Regions from separate parts of the Mus musculus genome. Here region 2 is linked to region 1. The links are chromatin contacts, called in public promoter capture Hi-C maps. All regions are on one chromosome and are shown on one strand. The core of a region is the stretch at or near the end of the contact, and the rest is flanking DNA. Distances in the headings are between cores, read along the strand shown. Region 1 holds the start of Nts (neurotensin). Region 2 has its middle 160 kb from the start of Alx1.

Region 1 (6,372 bases), core at 1,367-3,866:
CCCAAAGACCTTGACAGCTTTGAGGTAGGTAACTGTACCTGTTTTGATTGATATTAGAAACTAATCTGAAGTTTAGAATGAATATTCATACACCCTCCTACCTCGGGTTAAAGCAAAGAAATTAGTTACCTTGGATGTATGCATGTTTGTCAATAGATCTGCCTCCAGGGCTCTCACATCTTCTTCTGAATCTGAATAAAATTAAAACCACACGCTTACTATGTAATCACACTTCATATAATTATATTGCAACCACCATATCTCAAATTATTTTAAAGGATTCATCTTTGAAGCTTATTGTCTTCTGTATTTAATTTCTTCAAAGCAATATTCAAAAAGAAACATATCACAGCTTAATTTTATGCTGACAGCTTCTATAGTAGAATCACTTCTAAGAAAATAAGCGCATCTTAATTTGATAAGTATTTATGATTTTGAATTGCCTATTAACTGGATCTCAGTAAAACACTTAATTATATTGTACAAGGCAGATCTTATCCAAAAAAAAAAAACCTGCACTATGTTATTCTCACCGGCAATAGTTCACACGTGAAAATATGTATGTAACAAACAACATAATGAAATATGAATACAAGTGCTGCTTCTTATTTTGGGGCAAAGCCACAGGGAATTACTCACTGGTAATTTTAGAATAAAAAAGACACTGAGATTCACTTCACTACACATGTCATCTTGTGAAACACTCTTTGAAAGAATCGGTTTCTGTTTTACACAAGAGGTTTGCATCCCGTGCTTTCAGTGTTCCGTCAGCGAGTGCAGAAATGGCTTAAGCAAAGTCAGAGCTCATCAACACATGGTAAGTCCTGCTGCAAACAGATCCGTGATTCATCTCAGAACACATTTTCCCCAGATTCCATTTATGTGTATTGCATGAAGAAGTGAAATTTAGAAATACTAAGATGTTGTAGAGCATTTAATATCCATTAGCCTCTTGTGATAATAGAAGGCAGAGCTTAAAATTGCCTCACTCTTTACTCTGTGGTCATTAAAACACAGGATTCCACCTGATGTGAGCAACTGATAAAGTATACGTAAGAGGTGAGCTATTCCAGAGACACTTTTGCTCAGTTTGTTACACATACATGCTAGCTTGTTTGTTTTTCAGATGGAATGTTAAGATTAATCTTATTAATCACTGATAAAGATGTGTCCATGTCACAGAAATTGGTTTCAAGAGTTAATATATGGTTTTTAATAAATAAGCTATTTTTAGAATCTATAACTATTTTTCTGCAACTACTTGATAATATTATAATTATGAGAATACTGCATTGGCTCATAAAATATTTACAGGATCTTACACTAATAAAATCATCAATCCATTCTGATAGTTATCTTTGCACTCAGAAAATCTTAGTTTGAGCTAACACTGCCGAATCCTGGTTATTAAGTACAATAGTAACAAATATAAGTGAATTTACTTCACTCTCTAAGATTTTCCACTGCTATGTGTTTGTTCAATTACTTTCAAATTATTAATTAAAATATACTGCAATCGTCAAAATATTTCATATTACACTTAAATTTACTTTATTTTTAAGGAGAGGCAATACACACCTAATGAGAATACATCCCTTCTCCTTTACTGTTATATACTGAACACTCTAACGCTAAATTTATCATACATAGTAGTATACCAGTTTTATGGTTATAGGTTGTGCCAACTCAAATTACATTCAGAAAAGCAACAGCTATATTAACACCATGACTGCCACAATGAAATTCTATAAAGATGCACTTTCACAAAGGACTTGGGACACTTTTGCTGTATTAGAGGCACTCATCTTATTTATTGCTATTTGTTCCACATGTTCTAACACACCTACAGAGTTAAAAATATTTTGAGGAAAATCACAAAGGAAAGTGAGAGAAGCCACCACCTAAGACAATGAGAAGAGATGAGAATAAGATCTCGCGAAGGAGATCTTTACTTGTCTGCAGGCTGACAAGCACTGCCTCTATTCAAATTTCCACCCTTGTCTTATTACTCATATTGATTTTCCCTTTAGTGGTCATATTCCAAAGGAGAACGTGTTGCATTTCCTTGCACCATGAACTGCTTTACAGATTTAAAAAAATATATATTTCAGTTCTTATAATCAGAATGGGAGAGAAACATGATAATTACAGTTTTTCTTTCACTAAAAGAGAGAGAGAGAGGGAGACAGAGAGAGACAGAGATACTAAGATAGAGAGACACAGAGACAGAGAGGAGAGACAGAGAGAGAGGAGAGAAAAGAGAGACACCGAGAGACAGAGACAAAGGGGGAGGAGGGAGGGTGGGAGGGAGGAAGGGAGAGAGAGAGAGAGAAAGAGAGAGAGAGAGAGAGAGAGAGAGAGAGAGAGATTCCTGGATTCATTTACCTGAGTAGCAGCAGACTGCGAGAGAAATCCCTCACTTCAGGGAGTTGTGAGATGCAGTTGAGCTTACCTGAGCACAGACTCCAGGAGCTGAAAGCCAGGAGAGTCAGGCACACCAGCTGGAGATTCATTCCTCTCATCTTCTCTCAGCCTTCTGACAAGCAGGTCCACACACTCAGACACTGAAGGAGCTAGCTCTCTCTCGGTGCTTCCTCTTGCCTTCAGCTGGCTTTCAAAGTGAGTGAACTGTGAGGGATGCTGTGGCCAGTCCCTATATATATGTGAGCAGGAGGATGATGTCATGGCTACACAGGATGTGCTCTGCCTTCATCTCCATCCCCCCTCCTTTCCCTTTGTCCCTTATCTCATCCCCCACCCGTGAACCTTGATGGAAAGTGACGATCTTCCCTAATTGCAGCTGTTGCTCAGGATTTCTGACTCACAGAAAGAGTTGTTCAAAATCACTGCCATATACAGCATAGTGAGAGGTACTTCTGGTACCTTTTTCCCCCTAATTTTCTATCATGCCCCCATTCCAGATAGTTGTCATTTTCATTTTTTAAAATGCAAGGGTTTTTTTTTTTTTTTTTGGTAATTTCTCATATTTAAGCAAAAGTTCTAGGGAGAAATCACTGCTTGGAAGTCTTAAAGACTTGGGGTATATTTTCTAGTAACACAAACTTCTGAGAACAGGCTTCGTTGTCTCAAAACTCATAGAGAATTTACATAGCATGTACTAAAATAGGAAGGGAAACAGGCAAAAGAAAATTGGATATAATAATGTAATGTGACGACGAAACATACAAAGAAAAGGGGAAAGTCAGTATAAAAGGAAGAAAATTAGATCTAATGAGTAGTTTTATATCCTACCTACTTGAAAGTTTATTATATGTAACTGAGGGGAGACTAAGTTACATATGCTGCTCTTTCATTGGATATTTTAAATAATGTTTATAAAATAAAAACACAAGTAGGTTATGTGTTAGAAGGTAAACTATGAATTGCTGTATTAATACCTCCCCAATTAACTACATAATTAATTACATATTTGCTGCATTGTTTGTTTCGTTATTTGTTACTGATGCAATATCCCCCCTCCTTTATCTCATAACTCCCCTCTCTCTGTTTCTCCCCATTCTATCAACTCTCTCTTCAGTTTAATCCTTTTTTTTTTTTGTAGAAAGCAGACTGTACTTTTAGACAGAAAAATATTCTATATAAATGCCATCCACCACAGTGACAATTCTAAGGCGAAATCTTCAGGTAATTTGTGAGTTACAATGCTCTTCTTTCCTTCTCTCCATTCTTGGAAGAAAATTGCTCAAATGCCTTTTGAGCAATAGCTTTCCTCCTGTAGACGGTCCTTGGTAACACAAGAAGTGTTCTGAACTGGTGTTAGGGGTGTGAACATTTGAAACCAAAGATTTCTGAGATTTGTTTAATTTTTAAAATCCCCAATCATCATGTAATAATTAACTAAGGAAAAAAATCAAGATTGTTACGACAGACTGTTGGTTTATATATCCAATATTTGGTAAGAGATTATCTTTGCATCACCCCTAAAGGAAGTCATTAATTACAAATATTGAACAGTTATTTTAAATGATAAAAGATACATTAATACAACTCGATGTTCAGAAGCTAAACAGTAGCTTACTTTATTTTTTTAAATTACTTTAATTTTGTTTTGTTGTTTCTGTGGGGAAAAGAAAATAATGAATTTGACTCACCTGGATTAGTTTTCTCTAAAGGATGGTTGACTGGCAAGCCTGAAGCATGCATGCATTTTTCCTCCCGCTAGAGGGCACAGTGGAAGTTTAGAAAGCTTTCCATAATCACAGAGAATGCTTGGTTTTCGTCTCATTATCCCAGTATTTGTGTGACAGAATCATTTCAGAACCACATTAATAAAGAAGCCCATAAGCTATATATTCTCTGATTTGATTTTAATATACTATTTAAATCAATTACTTTCTTTGCTTCTTACATTGTAAAACACAAAGAATTATCTTTGAAAAAGTGCTAAAATATGTGCGAGCTGTCTGATAGTAAAACAAAAATGTGAGGCTTATTCCCTGAAGTGGTTTTCTAGCAAGTGGAACTTAGGGAACTGTTTATAAATGGATTGCTGATTAATTAACTCCTTTTAAGCATATCACATGAACATTCATTATTAAAGTGAGAGTTATTTTATGTATATAGAAAATACCAAAGAAAGAATAGAAGAGCATGTAGCAACCACTGTCAAATGACTGAAGACCAAACAGATTCTCTTTGGTAATATTCTTTATTATTAAAAATAAATAAATAACACTTTCTGGTAAGATTATGATGTTGCTAACGCTTCTCTTTTCCCTTTTATCTTAGTTTATTCAAACTATAGGAACAATATTAAATTATCTGTTTTGGCAGGAACTCACAAGTGCCCAGTGTCTTTTGCTCAGTACCTGGGAAGATTCCCAAATAGAATGGCCAGGAGAAGTCTTCACAGAACGTCAGCTTTTCCTAAACCAAACAACTGAAGCCTGGCAGAGAAACAAATACCGCACAAAGTGCTTTCAAACATACTGTGATTAATAAGAATGATAAATTGTAAATGTAGCAGAAGACCTTTCATAATAAATGATTTGAATATATTAATGTAAGAAAAAAAAAAGAACTAAATAAAAAAACCCTCCACAACTTAATGCTCAGGGATCTTTGCAGAAAATGGGGAAGAAAAATTCTAAGAGTAAGAGGAACTGGTATTTGGTGTGAGATTTTTGTCTTGAAATGTCATTCTAAAGTTTCACCAATGTTACTGCCTAAACATAACAAGAACCAACAAGCATCAACAGATATGCTAACATGGACAGGGAAGAAGACAGGATGAAGCTCAATAAATACACCTCCAAACTACACAAAAACTACAGGCAACTAAGGAATGCTGATGATGGGAAAATAGTTTTTCGGAGGAAAGCATATCCCAAAGGAATAATTAATACCCAATACCAAATGGGATTTTTGAAAATATGCATACAAGTATCATTATACAGACAAAGTATGTTACATTTATAAACACACACACACACACACACACACACACACACACACACACGTTAACAAATATTAAGGAGAAAAAGAGCCCATGTATTTGAAAGACAAAAATGGGAGGTGGGTTAACTGATAGCATTTGCAGAAAGAAAGTGAAAAGGTAGATGATGTAATTATAATCTCAGAGTATATTTAGAAATAATCATAAAATAGATAGCTAAATATAACATAGATTAGGAAGAATGTCTCACTTAGTAAAAGCCTGCACTGCAAGCATGAACACATGATTTTGGATATCTAGAACCAATGTAAAATACTGGAAGTGGCAATGGATTCCTGTTAAACCTAGACTTGGGGAAGTGAAGAAAGGGAACAAGAGAAATCCTGAATGATACTGATCAGCTAGCCTAAGCAAGCTAGCCTATCGGGCTCATTGATAGACTGTGTCTTCAAAGAGCATCTGAAAAGCCACTGTCAGTTCTCTGACCTCCACATTCATGCATAGGTATGTGTACAGGCTTCTGCATGCCTGTGCACGTGCGCGCGTGCACACACACATACACACACACTTAAACTTATCCAAATGACACATTTCATACAGAATTTTAGGTAACTTTCTAGAAAGGTATGTGAATAATTTTTATCCTAAAATTATTTTATCTGGAACACTGCTTTACAGGATAATACGTTAGTTTGTTTCCATCTGTGACACACTTCCTGTGTTAGCCTTCCAGTTTGAGGTCCCAGTGTTGACAGGGTTCTCACTGATGTCAAGGTCTGTACAATAGATGAGCTTCTATATTTGGATGGTCATTTGTTCCACATTTATTAGCCAGCTGCTCAAAATGATTGACATAGGCAGTTAAATAATGAACACTTATAAAACAGTGATGTTGTCACTTGTCTAATGTGGAGACCAGAGTGCCTGAAACCACTGGATGGACTATAGCCCTGCAG
Region 2 (5,763 bases), core at 1,882-4,381, 380 kb after region 1:
GTCTCAGCTTTTGTTTTATGTGAGGTTTTAATTGTGGCTTTTATGCCTAATCTGTGTATGTGCTAAGTGGGGGGAAGTGGTTGCGGCTAGAAGAGTCAGTTTGTCTAGTTCAGTAAGACATCCCTCGGAGAAGCTGAGATGGGATATGTAGGTTTCTAACAATTACACAGAAACGGGGTCAGGATTTCCAAACCAAAACTTTTGACCATATTCATCTCTGTCAGTCTGTTGGACATGGTTGAGGCTATAACTATATGTTTTATCAATTTGACTACTTTTCCTAGTTTTACTACTTTGGCTAAACACACTTGCTATTAGTTTTTTGACTAAATTGAAAAATGAATGGTTCGTAAACTCTAAAATTAGTTAAAATGTCAAAACTGATTACGGAGAGTCAGTGCAAGCTCTCCATAAAAAAAAAAAAAAAATCAGTGTTCCCCTTTCTAAGAGTGCTCACTTCAGATTCCTGAGTGTGGCATCGCTTGCAGCCTCTATTCTACAGCAACGGTCCCAACCCTCAATTTGGCTGTCAACTGTACATTCATAATCTTTTGTACATTTGTCAGTTTTAGCCCCAATGTTATAAATAGATTATATTTTGTTTCTGTTTTATAATATTCTGTATGGTAAGTTTATAAAACTTATGAATGACACCATTCAAATGTATTGTGTGAATGGTGGGTAGGGATAAAAAGAAGGGTAGATATTAAATAATTGAGCCATATCGCTCTTAAATGGCATTGTGACTTACTCAACAAAGTAATTTGAAGCACTCAGGTTCTTGGATATTACCTGACAACTGCATGTCATTAAGCAAGAATGATTTTTTTTCCATTTTTCTGGTTTGTCTGATTTAGATTTGCTTACTCAATCAAACACTTGAAACAACATCTTTTGTTTCCTTTTAAAGAATACATTTTTTATTAATTATTTTATTCATTTATATTTCAAATGATATCCTCCTTTCCAGTTACCGCTCCACAAACTCTTCATCTGATCCCCTGCCTTCCCTCTCCCCTTTGTCTCTATGAGCATGATCCTCCACCCACTCGCCCACTCCAGCTTCACCGCTCTAGCACCCCCCTTTGCTGGGGCATCAAACCTCCATAGGACCAAGGGCCTCCCCTTCCATTGATGCCAGATAAGGGACTCCTCTGATACATATGCATCTGGAGTCATGGCTCCCTCCATGTCACTCTTTGGTTGGTGGTTTAGAACCTGGCAGCTCTGAGTGGTCCAGTTAGTTGACATTGTTCTTCGTATGGGGTTGCAATCTCCTCCAGCTCCTTCAGACAAAACTTCCCCCAGCTCCTCCATTGGGGTCCCCAGGCTCAGTCCAATGGTTGGCTGTGAATATCTGCATCTGTGTTGGTCAGGTGCTTAAAAAGAAAGTTTCAGTACAGCTTTTCCTTTGTTGTTGTTGTTGTTTTATATTGCTTTGTTTTAGTGCCGTTGCATGTGTTTCCCTCTTTTTCTAATGTGTGCAAGACTCTAAAGACCTCTGTATGTGTCCAAAACACTGTACTTGCATAAGGCAAATAAATAGCTGTGAATACCAAATGTGATTTGCAATCTGCATCTTTTGAGAGCAGTTGGGCTCCCTTTGACCTCGCTTTCCCTGCTGGAGTGGCCCTGAGAAGCATAATTCCACACATATAATCTGAGTTTAATGAAAGTCCTTAGCTAATTTCCTGCAGAAATGGTCCCACTGATGTCTGAGATATGTGTGGCTATTTAGGAGGTAAATTTTAGAGTAACTAACCATATTGACTAATTGAAAACTATAAAATTATGTCCTGTTTGTGAAAAATTATGCTACCTTATCACTATTAATCACATAGCTAGTAATCTCTTACACATTTTAGTTTATTTCAAAATATTTAGCACAACAATCCCCTATGAGACTGCCACCATATTGTTAATTACTTAATCAGCTGAGTATCTACTTTCTGGCAGGTAATGTGATAGGGCTGGAGCTGCTAAGATGTATGGGCTCTATTCCAACCAAGTTTAGAATCTCCTAGACAGCCAGCTAACAAATAAAAAACACATCAATCCCATATGACAGATTCCCTGCGGGAAGAGACTGCAGGTCAGGAAAAGGGTGTGGTCTAATTGGGAAACCCAGGGAAGGCTGGCAAGAAAGATGTGGGTAAGAAGTCTGAAGCTGAGATCAACATCGGTGATGGAGGACTGGGCCTCTGCAAAAATCTCCATCTTCCTGAAGAAACACATCTACAATGACATCATTGTCTGGCTGAGAACACACACAACTTTGGAGCCAACACTGTAATTGCCAACAACTTGATCCAGAGAATGAGGGCTTGAAGTTAACATTTAAGGTAGGGGGAGAAAGCTTATTTTCATGCTTGTAAATTGAAGTCTAAAGTTGAAAACAAGTAGGAGCAAAGAAAATTAATTCTCTCCCAGCTCAAAAAATTCAAGAAACTGCACATTTGGCAGGAAAATTCTAAACAGTCTACAAGTGCCAATATCAGAGGAACAATCTTTACACTATGTTGAAAATTGCCAGTTAATCCTTCTCCAAAAATTTAATTTTATAAAATGAAAGCAAGTTCTGTGTTTTCAGCTATAGTAAAAGAGTATATAGTTCTCTTAAATTATTGGAAAATGTAAGTGAGATTTCAAACGGATTATTTCAAACAGCTTGAGACGACAATCTTCCTAATATACTGCTTAATCCTTTGTGTTTATAGAGTGATTGGGGCTTTCCAAAAATTTTTATATACATTATCTCATTTGATTCAAATAGATGAAATGTGCATATAATTACATTAAAATGTAAAAGTTATGGCAATACTATCACCCTGAGAATTAAACGTGATTCCGAAGTAAGCCCAGTCTGTCTGGGGCCAGAATGAAATAAAATCACATCCGAGCTGGTATCAAATAGCAAAAGACAATGAATAAATCAAGCAAGCACCGGAAAGAGGTCTTACAAATTCTAAGTCCCCAACTATCATAACGATCCTAACCTAACCATTCCATACAGTCATGATCTGTTAAAAAACATTGACACAATCCTCCTTCAGGACCCGCATTCCTCCAACAAGAGTGCCTCTTTAATAAGACTTTCTCTTTTTTTGTCCCTAAATGTCTTCTAAATGCATCAGAACCCATGTATTTAATTTAAAACAGGATGGTACAAGGGTACTTTAAATGTAGAACCAGATGTTCCCCCTCCTCCACTGTTTAAGTACTCTTGTGATTTTACTCCACAGTTCTCCTGAAGCCAACTGCCTCATTGACATTTGATCTTGTCACCCTGTTTTCAGCACAGCCATTAGAGTCTTCCTGCTGGGATGCTTTGCAGGTTACTCAGGGTCCTTCAGAGTATCCCTCCTCGCTATTTGCTTAATGTCACCTACTATCCTCTCCAGTTCGCTCTTCTCCAAACAAGAAGACCCTGCCGAATCCTGAAAGGGTTGTAAAGTCAAATCTGCCAGTCTAAGATGTGGGATGCAAGATAAAGTGAAAACACAAGCTCCTTCTTTCAAAATAAATAAATAAATACATAAATGAATAAATAAAAAAATAATTCCAAGACCTTGAGCACCTCTATTGCACATTTATAAAAATCATCCCTTTAAGAATGTGGAACGTATTAGAATTGGGAATGTACCACGTTCAGAAGTTCAAGACTGTCCTCAGATGAGTATAAGCTTCAACTCCAGCCTGTGCTACATGAGGCACTGCTTCCAACACCATTTTAAAAATTATTTTGGAACCCATTAAACCTGTACACCGTTGCCCTGAACACTTATATGCTAAGCTTTGCCTCATCCTCTTTCAAAATACTTGTATGATGGCTACTTGCTCTCCATTTCTTCAGTGTTTTTATCTATCTTAGTCTATTCAGGCTACCTTAGCATAGAAGTTTAGACTGCTTAACCGCACTGGTTTGTTTGTTTGTTTGTTTGTTTGTTATTGCTGCTGTAGCTGTTGTTGGTGGTAGTGGTGGTGGTGGTGGTGGTGGTAGTGGTGGTGGTAGTGGTGGTGGTGGTGGAGTTGGTTCTGATAGTAGTGGGTTTTTTTTTATTTTGTTTGTCAACTTACCATAATCTAGAGTCATCTGTGAAGAGGAACCTCAATTGAGAAAATGCCTCCATCAGATTGGCATTTTGTTAAATTTGTGGAGCACTGGCCTTATTAATGATTGATGTGGGAGGCCCACTCTGGATGGCGTCAGCTATTGGCCGGTGGTGGGACTAAGTGGCATAAAAAACAAGGAAGCAAGCTGAGCAGCCATGGAGAATACACCAGGAAGCAGCACTCCTCCATGGCTTCTGCTTCACTTTGTGTGTGCCTCCAGGATCCTGCTTGAATCCCTTGCCCTGATTTACTTCAATGATGGATTATGATCAGGACATGCAATCCAAATTAACCTCTGTCCTCCTAAGTTTCTTTTTTGACCACTTTTTTTTTAATCACAAACAAACTAGGGCAATACTTAAAATAACATAAAAGTACTGTTCATGGCTCCGTAGCTATGAGGTTCACATTTAAACAGTAGGATATTCAAAGTCACATGAGGATCTATTCCTCCTAGAAAGAGTTTTTCATCTAACTATGCATCTCACGGTAGAAAGGAGACAAAAGATTCCTTTGGGACTGTGTACTAAGGACCACATTCCCATTCATGAAAACAGAAACGCCAGAATGGATCACCGCCAAAGGCCTCACTTGTTACCACTATCGCACTGGGAGTTGAAGTTAAACATGGGGATTTGTTGGGGTGGTGAGGACACATACTTAGGCTATAGATGCAATAGAATTAGCACTGATTATAGAGAGTGGTCATTGTTATGGGTCAGTGTGTGGAGATTTTAATGGCAGAGCAATGTCATGATGGCCCCATATCCAATGAAAGATGATGAGGAGTAAAATATATTACATAAAATAAAAGTGCATCTGTCACAGAATGCTGTACTTAAAATTAATAATTCAGAGGGGCTACTATCACTGATCATAGTTGGTTCGTAAGTGCTAACAAATATATTACTGTAGTTTGGACTGTGAAATATTCCCTCAAAGTCTGTATGTTGAAAGTTTAGCCCCAGTGGGAGCAAATTTGGAGGTGGGGCTTAATGTCACTGGAGATGTGCTTTCAAAGAACAAACAGGGACTCTTCTTATTCACCTGCTAGCTATTGTGAGGTGAGAAGTTATTCTCTTTCTCATGTCCCCTACCATAAAATCAAGCCTTGCCAAGAGAGTGAAGTAATTGGTTGAAAAGATTTCTGAAACTATGGGCCAAGGATCATTTTTCCCTTTGAGTTGATTTTCTGGGTTATTTTGTTACAGCAACAGAAAGCTGACAACCACAGATATTCCATGTGGTGATTACTCAAGAATGCATTTCCTTTGCAAAGCCTCACAAGTATAACATGAATACAGCTTTCTACATCTTACGAAATGCAGACTCACAAGAATAGATCTTATCAACAAACAAAATTACAGATACGTTCTGAAGTAGTATATCCATCTTTAAAAATGAGAAAAGCTTGACGCACTCATCAAGAAATAATTCTCCATTAAATCTCCCACTTTTGCAGAAAAAGAAGGAGTTTCTTATTCTGAGCAAGCCTTTCCAGAATATTTGTTTAGCCAACAGCACCCACAGAGACCTTTGCTGCCACTCCCTAGACTGCATGGTGGTCTAGTCATTGTCCGGAATAATAGATCCTAGCTTTCTCAGCTTGGAACTCCTCTCTAGAAGGCAAACCAGTGTCTTTCCAGGAGT

The links. Promoter capture Hi-C pulls out the DNA fragments that hold promoters and counts their contacts.
Region 2: a contact with region 1 is called in a promoter capture Hi-C map of cranial neural crest. The contact joins the enhancer-like site here to the promoter of Nts in region 1. A contact is called at or near these places in 10 of 39 promoter capture datasets (the 3T3-L1 cell line, the C10 cell line, cranial neural crest and 4 more), 3 of 484 Hi-C or Micro-C datasets (cerebral cortex, group 2 innate lymphoid cells and pre-megakaryocyte-erythroid progenitors), 1 of 115 datasets of contacts at active chromatin or transcription factors (astrocytes) and 1 of 9 other capture datasets (macrophages).

The regions. Positions count from the first base shown.
Region 1 is chr10:102,487,802-102,494,173 of GRCm38.p6, forward strand. It overlaps Nts (neurotensin), which reads right to left and starts at 2,617. Exons shown (of 4, transcript NM_024435.2): 1 at 2,453-2,617; 2 at 130-191. The coding sequence starts at 2,522.
Region 2 is chr10:102,868,345-102,874,107 of GRCm38.p6, forward strand. No RefSeq gene overlaps it. Among named protein-coding and RNA genes, the nearest start is that of Alx1, 160 kb to the right of the region's middle. Within about 2 kb of position 3,132, at least 1 of the 459 cell types and tissues checked has an H3K27ac peak or open chromatin away from gene starts, as enhancers often do.